Linked DNA regions of Gossypium hirsutum: all the other regions are linked to region 1. Evidence: chromatin contacts called from public Hi-C data. All regions are on one chromosome and are shown on one strand. Each heading gives the region's core, a stretch centred on a gene start, on an enhancer-like site or on the middle of the called end of the contact. The rest is flanking DNA. Distances are from core to core; before and after follow the strand shown.

The links. A called contact is a pair of places that touch in the nucleus more often than the background predicts.
Region 2: a contact with region 1 is called in a Hi-C map of leaf, with 2.9 times the contacts expected there. The contact joins the promoter of LOC107914817 here to the promoter of LOC107914808 in region 1. A contact is called at or near these places in 10 of 34 Hi-C or Micro-C datasets (callus, hypocotyl, leaf and 2 more).
Region 3: a contact with region 1 is called in a Hi-C map of leaf, with 2.8 times the contacts expected there. The contact joins the promoter of LOC107914813 here to the promoter of LOC107914808 in region 1. A contact is called at or near these places in 10 of 34 Hi-C or Micro-C datasets (callus, hypocotyl, leaf and 1 more).

Annotation. Positions count from the first base shown.
Region 1 is chrD10:28,098,587-28,103,645 of Gossypium_hirsutum_v2.1, reverse strand. It overlaps LOC107914808 (O-fucosyltransferase 1), which reads right to left and starts at 2,816. Exons shown (of 10, transcript XM_016843839.2): 1 at 2,733-2,816; 2 at 2,458-2,629; 3 at 1,695-1,773; 4 at 1,524-1,594; 5 at 1,210-1,298; 6 at 1-89. The coding sequence starts at 2,740. It overlaps LOC107914807 (protein maph-9), which reads left to right and starts at 3,790. Exons shown (of 2, transcript XM_016843838.2): 1 at 3,790-4,327; 2 at 5,045-5,059. The coding sequence starts at 3,944.
Region 2 is chrD10:28,343,240-28,348,298 of Gossypium_hirsutum_v2.1, reverse strand. It overlaps LOC107914817 (succinate dehydrogenase subunit 3-1, mitochondrial), which reads right to left and starts at 2,478. Exons shown (of 3, transcript XM_016843852.2): 1 at 2,218-2,478; 2 at 2,077-2,109; 3 at 1,331-1,994. The coding sequence starts at 2,377. The coding sequence ends at 1,582.
Region 3 is chrD10:28,299,058-28,304,116 of Gossypium_hirsutum_v2.1, reverse strand. LOC107914813 (ER lumen protein-retaining receptor) reads right to left here and starts at 2,712. Exons shown (of 6, transcript XM_016843849.2): 1 at 2,401-2,712; 2 at 1,079-1,344; 3 at 799-914. The coding sequence starts at 2,491.

The DNA of each region.
Region 1 (5,059 bases), core at 1,567-4,066:
GTCGGATTTCAGGTATGCTTTCCACAATTTGTACATCATACTTCAATGTCTGGATAAAATGCTCAACATCATAGATACCTTGGAAACCACTGGAGAGAAAAGATGGTATCATTACATTTTAATTGTAAATGGTCCACAAGTACAATGGCATATTGCTTCAATAAAGATCTGGAAAACACATTCCATGTGATGTGTGTATATATTCCTAATTTTTTTGTTAGGAAGGTGAACAATTAATACTCAGCAACCATATAAATTAAAACATAAAAATGACTGCAGAAAATAATTGTAAACTCACAAAAGATCTCTGCATTAATGGTGGTTTAAGTTTCAGGGAGAAGAAACGGCAGAAAAAAAAGTCTAGAAATGAAATTGATTAAATAACTAGTTCAAAAACATCAGTTGCTGAAATTTTCTGATATGTTAGAGAACAGAAACGATGGCCAGAGCAAATCATATATTAATCATCACTCTATTCAATCACATTGCAGTATAAAAAGCTTCTCAAAGATAAAGCAGATATACCTAACCAAAAACTACAGAAAATAATGTAGAAAGTGATTCGAGTTCATGAGCAAGCTCATATCTTAGTTGGATCTTCCAAACTGCTAGTGGTTCTCTTCCTAATAATCCTTGGATTTCTTAGTTTAGGAGCCAGTTCACCAAACAAACTAAGAATGATAAATGCAAAAAAATCTGAGTAACTTCCCTTAAGTTGCAGGTAACTTGAACCATAATAAATTGAAATGAAGATGACTCAAATTGACCAATCAAATTAACACAAATTTGCCGTAATCATAGCAAGTTCAATTAGAAGAGTAGCAGAGAGAGGAAGCCACCTATTCCCCAGTGAACAAATTAGAAAAGATAAAGCCATGCAGCAAGAGAACACATTAATCTTCACAAATGCAGATGAAAATATTGCAAACAATCATAAATTTTAATAATCTTCTGTTAGCCTCTCTAAGATGCCAAATCCAAGAAATCAGAATTTCACTTCCTATGGCTTCCAAAAAGGAAAATGCCAATAATTGCCAAGCCATTAAGTTTTTGCACTGTCTAAATAAATGTTTAAATTCTATCTGAAAATTTTCCATCTAAAATCTGTGTCCCTACTCATCACGTACACTGCTTCTGTTATAGAAGTACCCAGTTAATTTCAAATAAATTGAAAAAAAAGGGGGGATGGAAATGACGAGACAAGATTACCTTTCATCATGCCAAAAGGAGTTTGCATCCAGCTCAGGCAGTACAAGTATGGCATTCATAATTCGTGCAGCAAGAACTGCATTACAGATCTAGAACACCAAAAGAAGCAAAATTAATATTTTATTTAAAATTTATAAACCACAGAAGCAATATCAACACAATCTTACTCTATTTTAAACTTTTAAGCCTTTTTACACTAAGAATCTAAAACAAAACATAACCATAAAAACTCAAGCTGGCTTGCACCTATTTGATTTCCATGGAAAAACAGAGTATGATAGAGTAGAATTTACAGCAAAAAGGTTAACACAAACCGCGCTGCGTTGTTGGTTCAGACCGCCATTGCAACGGACTCGAAGATAACCATTAGTTTCCCTTGGAGGAGCTGCCAGAATATAGCAATAAGAATTCTAAGGAACTTACATTTTTACATAAAATCAATTCAAACATAATTTTTTTTCTTTGGGAAAGTTATGAGTAGTTACAGGGCCAATCAGATCGTGGAGCAGATGAAGGCCTCCATCCACTAGACTTGGCACTTTCCCAAAGTTCTTCTGCATTGATCTGAATAAACATTTCAGAAAAAAGAATGATCAAAGGTTAGAGTGATTGACAATGATGACCAGCCACTAAAAGTGGAAAAGGGCGAGAATAAATCCTATTCACTGGTTTAGCTCCCACAGGTATATAGTACGAAATAATACAACAACCAGTCTCAAGCATCTGACTACAGAGGAACTGTTTTATTACGATTATCTCAAACCATTACCTATAAAGATAACAAAAACCTATCAACAAATATTGTTAAAGGAAGCGGAATCATGCATAAAAACACCTAAAGTCTCTGATAACTAGCTAATGATCCTCTTGGACTTAATCCGCATGATCCTAGCAAATTAGCATAAAACCAAACCAATGCAATAAATAAAACATTTCCACTTTGATGATTTTTCATGCAAGTAAATAGGTCAATTTATGAGGTACATTACAAACGCCAAATAAAGTACAGACCAAATGAGATGGTTTGCAGACGCATCAAACAAGAGATTCCCCTAAGGCTTCTATTGAGCGTGAGCATTACTATAGACTAACTCAGACAACAAACTAATAACATTTATGCCTTATTAAGTTTCAACAATCTGATAACAGAAGCAATCCGCAAATTCGCTTAATACTGAAAATTTAATCACGAAGCCAGGGATCAAAATCAAGACGATCAGATCCTAACTCTTTACAAGAACCACTAACCTCGGAAGGCTCTAGAGATCCGCGATTTCCGCCAATTGTAGCCGAAAACAAAAGCGAGAGCGTGCAGATCAAAAGCACCACAACGGCAATCGTTAGTTTGGTGTAAATTCCCTTTGCTCCTCCTCCTCCTCCTCCAGCTCCTTGCTTCCCATGCTGCCTATGCAGCCCCGACCTAAGCAACAAAATAGAAAGAAGAAGTTAAAAAATGGCAGTCTGGTTCAACGGAAAACCGAAAATTTTAACGGAAAAACGAATTAACTAGTTAGTTTGTAAACCTCCGCATAATTACGAAAGACAAAAAAAGCAATGTATTATTCCCAGATCTGATGTTTTTACAAATTTCCTTCTTTCTGGTTGTCGGTTTTACTTGGCGCGCTGTAAAACCTTGAAATTAGTCAATGTAATGGTTAAAATATGCTATAGCTCCCTGTCCTCTTTGTACATTTGTAATTTAGTCTTACTACTTTTATTTTAACTAATTTTATCCTTCTACTTTTTGGATCTAAAAGTACAAGTTCAATTATTAAAATTATCCTATTAAATTCAGACTTATTACAACGTTCTTTTTTGGTTATATGACTATCAAGTGAGTATTTTTTATTTTAAAATATCAAATCAACGAATTTAATAGAAGAATTTTAACGGTGTTAACAATTAAATCTATAAAAAAAAGTAAAGAACTAAACTCTTATAAATAAAAGTAAAAGGACTATATTTCAAATATACAAAGAGTACAAAGACTTAATACATATTTTAACTCAAAATAGATAAATAAATAAGAAATAAAGCATCCTTTAGCCCATGAACTTGTCAATTTTTCCTAACTTAGTTCCTTAATTTTGTTTTTTCACGTTAATCTTGAAGCTTGACAAAATTGGAAAAAATTTTCAAGTTCAAAGAATAAATGGTGCCTTCTCCCAAAAAATTAAAAATAAAAAAAAAGTTGAATTCTAAATTTCATCTCTCTATGTTAAGAAAGTTGAGAAATTAATCATTATCCTTTAATTTGTCAAAATTTAATCTGTATTTTATGAAAACTGAGAAATTAATCTAAATACATAAATTTGAAGAGTTTAATTTTGCCATTCAAATTGCAAAACTATTACTAACTCTTTACAAATAAAATTAATGAACAGTTAAATTTCAAGTCATCCATCTATCATGATATTATCTAGTTTGATCAACTTCTTAATTTTTGTAAAACCAAATTCCGACAAATTAAAACAGAGGAATAATTTCAAAGTTTCTGTAAAAAAAGTATGAAATTAGAATTAAACCTTAAAAAATTAGAAAATAATAATAATGAGTGAAAACTGGGGTGTAATTTGGAGAAGGGAAATGAACGATGGGATTAGGCGGTTGTGTTGGGTAATTGGAACTGTTTCTTGGACTGGGCCTCCATTAATGGCAGAGTAGCCCATGCCCAACACAAACAAAACCCTCCTCTTTCTCCACCAGCAGCGGAGTAGCTTCGAAGAACACAGCAATGGCGAACTCTTTCAGGACCCTCTCCAAAACCCTCACCCGCTCATTCTCCACCAAATCATCCCACCACAACCACCACCAGAAAACCCACAAATATTTAGATCCCAACTCCTTCTTGGGCAGCTGGAAGACCCCCAACGACCCCAAAGAGGCCGAGAAGAAACTCGCCCTGTTGCGACGAGACTACGCCAAGCAAGTAAAAAATGTACGCAAGGAGTACATCCACGAGATGGAGTTGTTGCGTCTTGAGAAGCTCAGAAAAGAAGAGGCTAGGAAAGAGGCTATACGAGTTGCTAATGAGGAGCGTAAAAGGCTTAAGGCTGAGGCTGCTAAGGTTAGAGCTCAAGAGCGTATGGTTGCTGAAGAAGAGTTTCGACAAACCCTGGTAATCTTTTACCTCTCATACTTTGTTTCTTGAATTTTATGATGATTTTCAGTTATAAAATTAAGAAAATTGGAAATTGGGATTTGTAGGTTTGTTTAAGTGAAACACCAAATTCAAAACCCTAATTTCCTTTGCCTATCTTTCGATTATGTTAGTTTATATATAAAATAAAGTTAATGTTCAGTTAAGAAATTAAATTTTATTGTTACCTTTATTCGTTAGTTTTAAGTTGAGTAGGAGAATCTCCCAAGCCTATCCTTTTGTTCCATTGAATCGACGAACTAAATTATACTGGCATTTACACTTTGACTGTATGGATATCCTATATCATAATAGTTGTTATTCCCTTGAATGCCTTGGTGGATATGGTTGATTCTCATTCTACCATGGCTAGGTGATATGGTAATTACGGTTGATCTCGGTCAACATGATGATGTTTGAGGATAATACTTCTGCTTACTACTAACATTATTGAGTTTGAAGTTGAGCATGGGAATTGAGCCGATCTCAAGCAGCTTGATTTTTTTTTAATCTTATTGATTTTTGTATCAAGCTCAAGTTTCTTTCAGGCTTGAGCTCAACTCGGCCTGGTTAAGCCCCTAGCCTTACCTTATGTCTATGGCCTTATTTCTACTTCTCAATTTGAAAATGAAGTTACTTGATCCTTCAATTCTTGGTCTTTATCATATGGTCAAGGTTCTATTTCCATGAATGCAGTTGAAAGAAAGAGCA
Region 2 (5,059 bases), core at 1,229-3,728, 240 kb before region 1:
AAACATCTGTGTTATAAATTCATAGTTTCCATACATATATATATGTCTAATAGAATTTTTAATTATAGACATACTCTACTTTATTTATTTATAATCAGATTTTTTAATTATATTTAAATTTTTATAGACATGTTCTACTTTATTTATTTATTTATATATGAAGTCAATGAAGCCTTGACTCAATTGTTAAGCTGTTGAGTACCCAAATTCAAAACTTACCATGAGTAATTATATACATGGGTCTCTAAGTTCCAATATTTTTGGGTTTTAGTCCAATTGATTTAATTTGTTGGCTTTAATCTATAATCCTCAAACAATCTATGCTACAATAGTTTGATCCTTATGAATCCTCGAACAAATATTTGTGCTTGTACTTGTTAAGACAGATGAGTGGCAGATCACATATAATCCAAGTATAAAAACCTAAAAAGCTATACAAGTTTGGTCCCTGATTGGTTGTTGCCAATTTACCAGCTTGTGGGTTGATTTGATAGGGGAAATCATGAAAAATATATCCATCGATCGACCATTAAGCTTCCAATTTTGCATCAAAACTTGAGCCTACAATTATTGATCCCGTCCAACGTTGGAATAGACAAATTTACTTCGATTTTATGATATAAAAACTAACCATCCTCATCCTACATTAGCCTAATATGTAGAAATTCATATCTAGTGTGTTTGGTTAAAAAAGAGCAACATTTCCTAAAATTGATCCTCACATTTTAAACCAGTAATATCAAATATAGATGAAAATCTCTACAATACTTTTTCTTCGAATAATCTCACAAAATCTGAAATTCCAGACCATTTCCTCTTTATATATTGATATAACACAAAATTTGAGCAAATAAGAAACAATATTTACTACTACTTAACAGATAACACATTGCAAGTTCCAATGTAAACACAAAAATTAACTCTTTATTTGAAAATAATTCGTAAATCATATAAATAAGCTATCATAATTAAGTTTATCGTAAAAATCAAAATGTAATAATCATAATTTTATAGAAAACTCGGGACTAAAAAAATCCAAAGAACTAAACTTCTTAAAAGGAAAAACAAAATCTCTAACAATAACAATTTAATAAATTATAATGTAACCTTCTCGATTTACTAATCGATCTTACATTTAAGTCAATCCTATCACAGTTCACAATCACTTTCTGAAAGAGTTCACACATTCAAAGCTTGGTGTTTGTTAACTATGGAGGATGCAGAATCAGATAAGCACAGTTTAAACTCCTAATGAAAGCTCATACGATTGAAAGGGGAACGGTTAATGGTTACAGCTCTCCCAATCAAAGATTTAGCAGAATCCATCGAATTAAACCACTAATTCAACACAGATCACTATATTGACAAGTTCAAAGATGCTTTTTGGCATTAACAAGGTTTTCTTTTTACTCATCACCAAGGTTCAATTTATTCCAAAAAAAAAAAACCATTAACACATTCTTTATTTTGCCAAACAAAGTCTTACCTCAACCCAGAATGGCCCAGACCAAACAAGAACTTACCAAGCCAGCAAATCAGTCGATTTGAAGCTGAATCACATCCTTTCCTCCTCACCGTTCTTCACCTCAGCTTTCCCGAAAAGTCCGCCAATAAATGACGAACCCCATAACACAGATGATAGGAAACGGCCAATGCAGCAATTGAGACGGTAACTGGGGCAAGCTTTGCTGAATAAAAGAAGAATTGGTAGAAATTCGAATAGGTGAAGCAAATTGAACCCATTTTCAGAGAAAGAAGATAAGAGAACAAAAGTGCAGTAGTTAGGAAAACCCCGGAGATCCTATTGGTAATTGAAAGAGTCGCAGAAAGTTGTGGCTTATAAATAGGAAGATGAGGAGATAACGGGCGAAGGTTTGATTCTTTGGCCTCGCTCCCAAGCCCTGGAATGTCACGGGATGTGGAGAGAAATCGATTCCCCTTGACTTGATCCATCATGTTCAGGCTCCTTGTTGGAGACAAAGGATCAAACATATCTGCAGGAATTTTTTTCTTGAGGGGGCAAAATGACTGAATCATAATTTTATAATTTCTGTAAGAACTAAAGTGAAAATTTACCTTTTTTGGCCCCCTGGCGCCGCCCCTGCAGATCTGCAGCATAGAAACCGGAAGGGCCAAAATCAGCATCAATTTTAGATAATCAAAAATTAAAAAGAAGCGAAAGAAGTCGAAATGAAAAACAGATGAGTGGACAAGTACCTGGGAAGAAACCGTCAGCACGACGGCGATCATCGTGGTCATCAGGCGTGGCGGCGTTGGTGTTAAAGAGTCTGGAGATGGATGGAACGATGGCGACGCGTAAGGAGCTAGGGAGGATGTTGGATGAGACGAGCCTCTTAAGAGCTAGAGAAGAAGCCATTGCTAAATAGAAGAGTCTCAAAATTGCTTAGCCTGCAAAAAAGAAACATGGAGTGAAACGGTGGGGTTATATAAGGGAAGGAGGAAGCTGCTCTGCAAGAAAACGTAAATAGATGTTATTGGGCTTAGGCCTATTTAGGTTCGGTTTTAGGGTTTGAGCCCATTTGGATTCGGCTTTGACATGATATACAAATTTTGGATCAATTATGTGGCAATCTAACAACTCCATAATTTATTTCAAATATTCATCATATCATTTCCTAAAGTAACCTTTGGAAATCTATGTACCTATAACTTTAGAAACCAATTATGTAGTGGTTATTCACCTCCTTCTTTAACTATCCATTCCTGCGAATAGAGCATATTTTATGATTAATCATTTATCTTTTTAGAGAATACCTAACATCTAAATGTAGTCATTATTTGTTGTTACTTTGTAGATCACTGAACTATTCACAAATTTTCATTTAAGTCATTGGGCTATTAAAATCGATTCTATATGGCTTTCTCTATTCGCACTATCGGTACCAATCGAAAGCTCTTTTTTCCTTTCTTTTCTATCGTTGAGTGTTTTTTCATAAAACAACTTTGAACTTCATAAATCTGCAAACCAAAATTCAAACAGTTTTTTCTTTGATCTCCTACACTGATCGCTAGATAGATTTTGATCTAAGTTATGTTCTTCTACTCGTCGATGGGTACAGATCCACCCTCTCGATCTTCGAATCATCGCTTGGAGCTTTATGGCAGAACTTTAAAAAAAAAACTTAATAGTCTAGTGACTTAAATAAAATATTTTTAATAGTTTAGTGACTTAAATGAAAACTTTCAAATAGTTTAGTGATCAAATTATAACCTTTTTTTAATTAAATAACCAAAACAAAAACTTTCTTATAACTAATGATATAATTTACCCTATTTTTTTCTCAGCAAATTTTTTACTTAAGTTTAAAGAGTTTATGGAAATGTAAATATATAGGAAAATGGCAACTCATCCATCTTCTTCATATTTGATTCATTAATCTATACACCAATTGTATGATTATTTATATATTTTATAAAATGGTTGATTAATGTGGAGTATGCCTCGTATTTCAACATAAATAGTGTGTGACGTCGCAACGAAGAGGAGTTCTTCGCTCCGATGACGTGACCATACTTCATCACGATGAAAAGAAAGCCATGTCGCAACGTGGCGACATGTTTCTCAATTTTCTCAGCTTTACTTCTTTCAGTTAAATATTGTTTTAGTTTTCCACTTAAACGCTGATTAGTGTAGATTATTTTAATACTATTAGCTTTTACAAGCTTTCAGAGAATTTTGTGTTTAAGTTTCAAGTGTTCTTTTTTTCGAGTTTCAGAGTTTAGTTTTTATCTCTATCTATGTACTCTTCGTTCTTGCCGATTTAGTAAATTTATCTTTGCCTATGATTTTTTATTCACGTAAAATATTTATATTGGATCTCTTCAATTTATTAATTAATTTAATTATTCTTCGTTGCTTACTCGAATTTATCCCGACAATTAAACTTATCATATTTTATCAACTAAAAACATAACAGTTGGATTTGGATTTTCAGGTCATTTTCCAAAATCAATTTAGTGCAATGGAATCAACCAGATTTGACGGCTTCAACATCCTCGAACAGAATCTAAAATGTCAATTTAGTTCCTTTTATCTTTTATTTTAAATGTAACAATGGGAAATTTGGCCCTTTTTAAAAAATTTAAAATTTAATTTAAATAATTTTAATACAAATATTTTTAACTTTATCCTCTTTTTTAGTTTTATCTCGCCCCAATCACATAACTTTTAGCTTCGCCCCAGGGAACCCCTGATTCAATGTCGCTTGCACACGAAACTTAGTCATACAAACAGACTCCGTTGAATATCTATGTTGATAGGACTCTTCATATTTGATTGAAGTTCCTGCCTTTAATGTCTATATTCAACACATATCCAAATATAGATTTGACAATATCAACCCTCCGAATACTTGAAAGAACTACTTCCAAGCAGAGGTGATTATGGGTCGGGCCGGGCCGGGCTTTAAAAAAATTTTAGCCTATGTTCTAGGCCCGGGCTTGGCCAGGCCCGAAATATGGACCTGAAATTTTATTCAAGCCCGGCTCGGGAAAAAATTTCTAAACCCGAGCCTAACCCGGCCCGGCCCATTTTTAATAAAAATTAAAAATTTATTTTAAAAATAAAAAAAATATTTTAAAATTAAAAAAATAAAAAATATATATTTATTATATATGTGGGCCGGGCCTGAGCCAAAAAAGTGGTGCTTGAGGCCCGGCCTATTTTCTAAACGGGCCTCATTTTTTGCCCAAACCCATATTTCGAGCCTATATTTTTACCCGAATCCTCCCATATTTTGGACGGGCCATTGGGCCGGGCCGCCCGGCCATGAGCACCTATACTTCCAAGGAAGAAACATTAATAAAGCTTTGAACAATAGTTTCAACAATGACAGTCTTTTACTAGGTAACCTCCATAAGTGTGATTGCATACAACACTCAGCTGCGAATAAGTTTTGCTATAATTGGAGGCTTCATTTACATCACCAGGTGCTTACTTGTCAAATTTTTTATATGTTTCCTTGACATTATTATTATTATTATTATTATTATTAGTGGTGGTGGTGGTGGTGATGTTATCTCAGCTTCCATTGTAAAT
Region 3 (5,059 bases), core at 1,463-3,962, 200 kb before region 1:
AGAAATCTTATAATGGATGATTTGAGCTTGTCTAATCTCTTAACTTCTGGTAATAGTGGATATAGAATAAGAGCAAAATTCAGGCATGAAACAGATGATTCACAAGAACATCAGTTGTACTGGAAAAATATCAAGGTGTAATTAACTACGTTTCAAAACAAAATCTTCTATCCGAAATAAAATCATATCAGCTTTTACTCAAAAAAGAAAATCAGCAGCAACCAATAGAGAATAAGATGACAACTCAATTTAGAGACTTTCTCGTGCTTTTTTTCCCCCACCAAACTAAGGATGCTTGGTAAAGTGGAATGAAAATTGGAAATATGAAAAATTTGAGGGGGGATAAAAAAATTATTTTTTCTTTCCATTGGTGTACAAGGTATGAAAGATTGAAAAATGGAAAAAAAATTTCTTTACATCCATTGCATGGTAGAGTTGAAAAATTGGAGGAAAGAAAAAGAAAGTTTTAAGAAAAATGCATAATCTTGTGAAATGCACACTTAACTTGCACCGTTTTCATTTCCTCTCCGCTTATCATTCCAATTTGCAATGATTAGTTTTTATGCATTAGGATGGCCATATTCCTTATTTTCTTTTTACCAAGCACGCTCAAAATTTATTTATTTTTCCACTCTCCTCTTTTCATCCTTCCACTTTTCCACTCAACTAAGCATATCCTAATACAAAATGAAGCAACACTATATGCAAATGAAAGCACAGAAGTAAGCGTCCTTCAAGGCAATGTAATAAAAGCATGACAAACTTGAAATTGAATAGGATTTATAGAGCGGAGTTTACCCAAGGAGCAACACATATTGTCCCGTCAAGTTGTCAATATTTCTAGTCCTTTGCAACAATACAAGCTGAGGAAGTATGGCTACTGCTTCCAAGTATAAGGAAAATGCCCACATGACCTGCTCAACCAATATTTAGAGACAAATACTAGTCTGAAAAATAATAGAGCCTGATAATCTCTCAACAAATAATTAGTATAAACACAATGTAATATAGCTACTAAGTTGACCGGAATAAATTTAGCACAAGAACCTGATTGTAATAGGAAGAAAGATTTCAATACCTCCAAAAAGGTGAACTTCTCATTTATAAGAAGGGCAAGCAATAGGCAAGGCAACATAAGGAGATAATGGCGAAATGTATCCTGGTCCTTATCATAAGATCTACGAACCACCTTGTGATGTCGCATGTACCATACAATTGAGATAGAACTCCCCAGGAATATTAGCTTCATGATTGTGTTGTAGAGAGAAATGTAAGTAGTGAATAAATCCAAGTAACGAGTAGTGAAGACAATAGCATAAAGTTCCTGAGTCTTCAAGGAAATGCCTGCACAAATATAAGAAATCGCATCAAGGATAAAAGATCCAAAGCCATCGAAATCTAACTTCTTATAGTGACAACCTTGACTTCCAAAGAGTAAATGGCTATAGCCACCCATGAATACTTCTGTCATCCTATCCCATAGTTACATTTAAAAGGAAAGAAGAAAAGAAAAAGAAAACTTCCCCACAAGCCAATCAAGAAAGTCTAAAGTTAGGTAGCATTGACCCCAAATCAACTCCTCATAACAAGAGAAAAAAACCAAAAACTACCTCAGCTACAGCTATAGTTTTAGGCCTTATCATATATGGTTTATCTAGTTTGTCAAGAAATCTGAGGCCAGCAAGAATAAAAAACCGCAAACCTACAGTATAATTCTACATGATCTAATCTGCCTTTTGATTTCCATAAAATCTCCTAGCCAGAAGAATACTAGTACTGTAAACTTCAAATCCCTACATATTTCTAGCGACAGATAGAAGGAAAACAAGCAAAAATAAGATGCCATCTTAGGAAGTCCAAGTTAACAAACCATGAACCCTTCCAAATCTACCTAATACAAACTCCTTGGACCTCTATCTAAATATTTTCATTAAATCCCAACAACTAGCAAAAGATTCCAATGGTGGAGTGACAAATTACTTGTATTCAAGTCTTCAGTTCACGACAGTTTCCAAGTTTGGTTTAATTTAAAACTAAAGTACTACATGATCATATATCCTTGCTTCTAAAACTTCAGATACACAATTTATATACATTCAAATGATTAAAAGCCCATTCAGAAAAATACAAGAATTCCTTTCCGACTAACAGGAAAAAAAAATGTCACATTTTCATTAAGCTACACATCCACGATTCACAAGATTCCAATTTGGATATTGGATGCCATATACAACAACTAAAACAAGACAACTAATTAACAAAACCCCACATTCAATATAACCTTGAAATTCCATTTTTGTAATCTTAAAGCGGTAAAATTTTCAAAAATACAAAATAAAATGCAGTGAAATGTAATGAACCCAGAAAAAAATAAAGTAAATATTTGAAAACTGGACGTACCAGCACAAGATTTGATGGTATGGATCTTGAGAAGCAAAACAAGAACACTAAATAAGTGGGTCATGTCCCCTGCTAATCTGAATATGTTCATTTTCTCTGTTCTTTCTTCTCAAAAGTTTCTTAAATTCAAAAAAATTGAAAAAGAATGTAGGATGATGGTTTTTGTTTTTTGTTTTTTTTCTTCTGTCAGGGTAAGGTTCTTCCTGAGACGAAAATTTTAGTAGATCTGCGATAGAAACATCTAATTTCTTAAGTTTTGTTTGTTTTCAGGGAATAATTTATTGCTTTGGCTTCCGAGAACACAGGAGAGAAAAATATGAGTTATCCCACCAAACAAATTTTAAATTAGTTCCTACACTTTAAAACATTTTTAATACATCTTTAAATTATATATATTATATCAATCAGATCCTTTAATTATTAAAACTGTTATTTTAACCATTAAATGACATATAAATTTTTTCATATGACATAAGAGTATATCACAAAAGATCTTACTAAATTAACAATTTCAATAATGGAAGAACTCAATTGATGGATAGTTTAAAGATGTATTTAGAATGTTCTAAAGTTTGGGGATCAATTTTAAAAGAAGGTCAGAGTTTGAGGATTTTGGTGCAATTAACTCATAAAATAAATATTAGGGAAAACAAAACATATCTACTAGATGGGCTGGGTTTCATTTTCAGTTTGTATGCGTAAGGAAATTCCAGGGATAGTTCCTAGATTTGAAGCTTTTGGGCCTCCACACACTCAAAATGACTTGGATTTACTTGCAGAGACTCAAGGGTGATGCTATAATTTGCTTAAAACAGTTTCTTGTTTTAGTAAAATTCAATTTCCAGCAAAGTTTAAACATTTTTTTTAACAATTTCATTATAGCTTCTAATTATATCTACTTTAGAATTACCCACAACTTCTTTCTAACCCATAAATAAGAAGATAATGTTTCAGAATAAAATAGAATTGTTGATAAAAACTATTAGGGTAAATTGCCAAAATACTCACTTTCGTTTATCTTAGATTACATTTTAGTCACTTATGTTTGAAATGTTACGATTTAGTCACTTACGTTATCGTGTTGTAACATTTTAGTCACTAAGCGTTAATTGTCATTAACGGTGCAACAAAAAGCTAACGTGACACATTAAATGAGAAGTTATACAATTGGTCCCAATATTTTTTTTCATTTTGAGCAATTTAATTTCCTCTTTTATGTTCTTTGAACCTTCTTTTTTTTCTTTATTTTTCATTCTCTTCTCGTTCTCCTTCTATTTTTCTCCCTTCTTTATTTCTTTTAACGTAATTTTTCTATGTTTTCCATTTGTCAAAACTAGTCTCTATACTTTTATTTTTTTGAACAATTTAATCTTTATTCTTTTTAATTCTTTATTTTCCTTTTCTTCTTCCCCTTTATTTTTCTCTCTTCTTATATTCTTTACTACAGAAACATAATCTTTGCCCACCAAATAAACCAAGTCCTTATTTCTTTCACATGATTCCTAAATTGAATTTCACTAAAAATCGATTATCAATCATTCTTAATCAAATCTCAATTTGAATATAACGTAATATTGAAACTAAAATTGGATCTAACTAATCAATATAAAAAACCATATCCTTAATCAAATCTAAACATAAATTGAATTCTTTACATTCAAAACAATTTTTTTTCTATTTCCAAATTTTTACAAAATCTTGTAGATTATTCATTTTCTTTTCCGACGAATAAAATTAAGCATACGATAAAATTGATCAAAATCTTCTTGGATATTCCCAAGCAAGCTTGATTGGAAGTAGAGCATGGATGAACTGAACAGAGAAATGGTGCATGGAACCAAACTGGTTTGGGTAAAGTTGAGGGTAAGTTTTGTATAGTGGTCGTTTTAGTCATTAAGAGTGTAGAGCTCGTTTGAAGAATCCGTGAAACAATGTAGTTTCAAGAGGACGAGAATATTGTAGGTAAGATAGATAAGGTAGAAGTGGGGGTTGGTTAGGAGGTTAAGGGAACGAGCCTAAGAAACTTTGTTGACGGTGGGCTACCATAAGTCACAACTGGTGAGGTATTTGAGTGAGGCGAGCTTGTAGACTAGGTCATTGAGAGATCCAAATTGATTCGTTAAAGCGGTGATGGACAATGAAAGTTTGTAATTCTGGGGTGAAAATATGCGAAGCAAGTTTTATTTTGGTTTCAGCTTTCGCCTTTTCTTTTTTCATAAACACAAAAAAGTTTAAATAAATGGAAAACATAGAAAAACTACGTTAAAAGAGATGGGGAAGAGAGAAAAGCAGAGGGAGAAACAGAAGAGAATGAAAAATAAAGAAAAAAAAAGGAAAGTTAAAAGAACATAAAAGAAAAAAATTAAATTGCTTAAAACGAAAAAAATATGAGGACCAATTTTATAATTTAACCTAAAATTTTTGTTTGAAATGATGATTTAATGTGCCACATTAGCTTACTATTACATCGTTAACGACAATTAACGGCTCAGTGACTAAAATGTTACAACACGTTAACGCAAGTGACTAAAACATAGCATTTCAAACATAAATGACTAAATTCTAACTTGAGGTAAACAAAAGTGACTATTTTGGTAATTTACCCAAAACATTAACACTTGCTAGAAGTTGCTAGAGCTCTTAATTTTCACTTTAATGT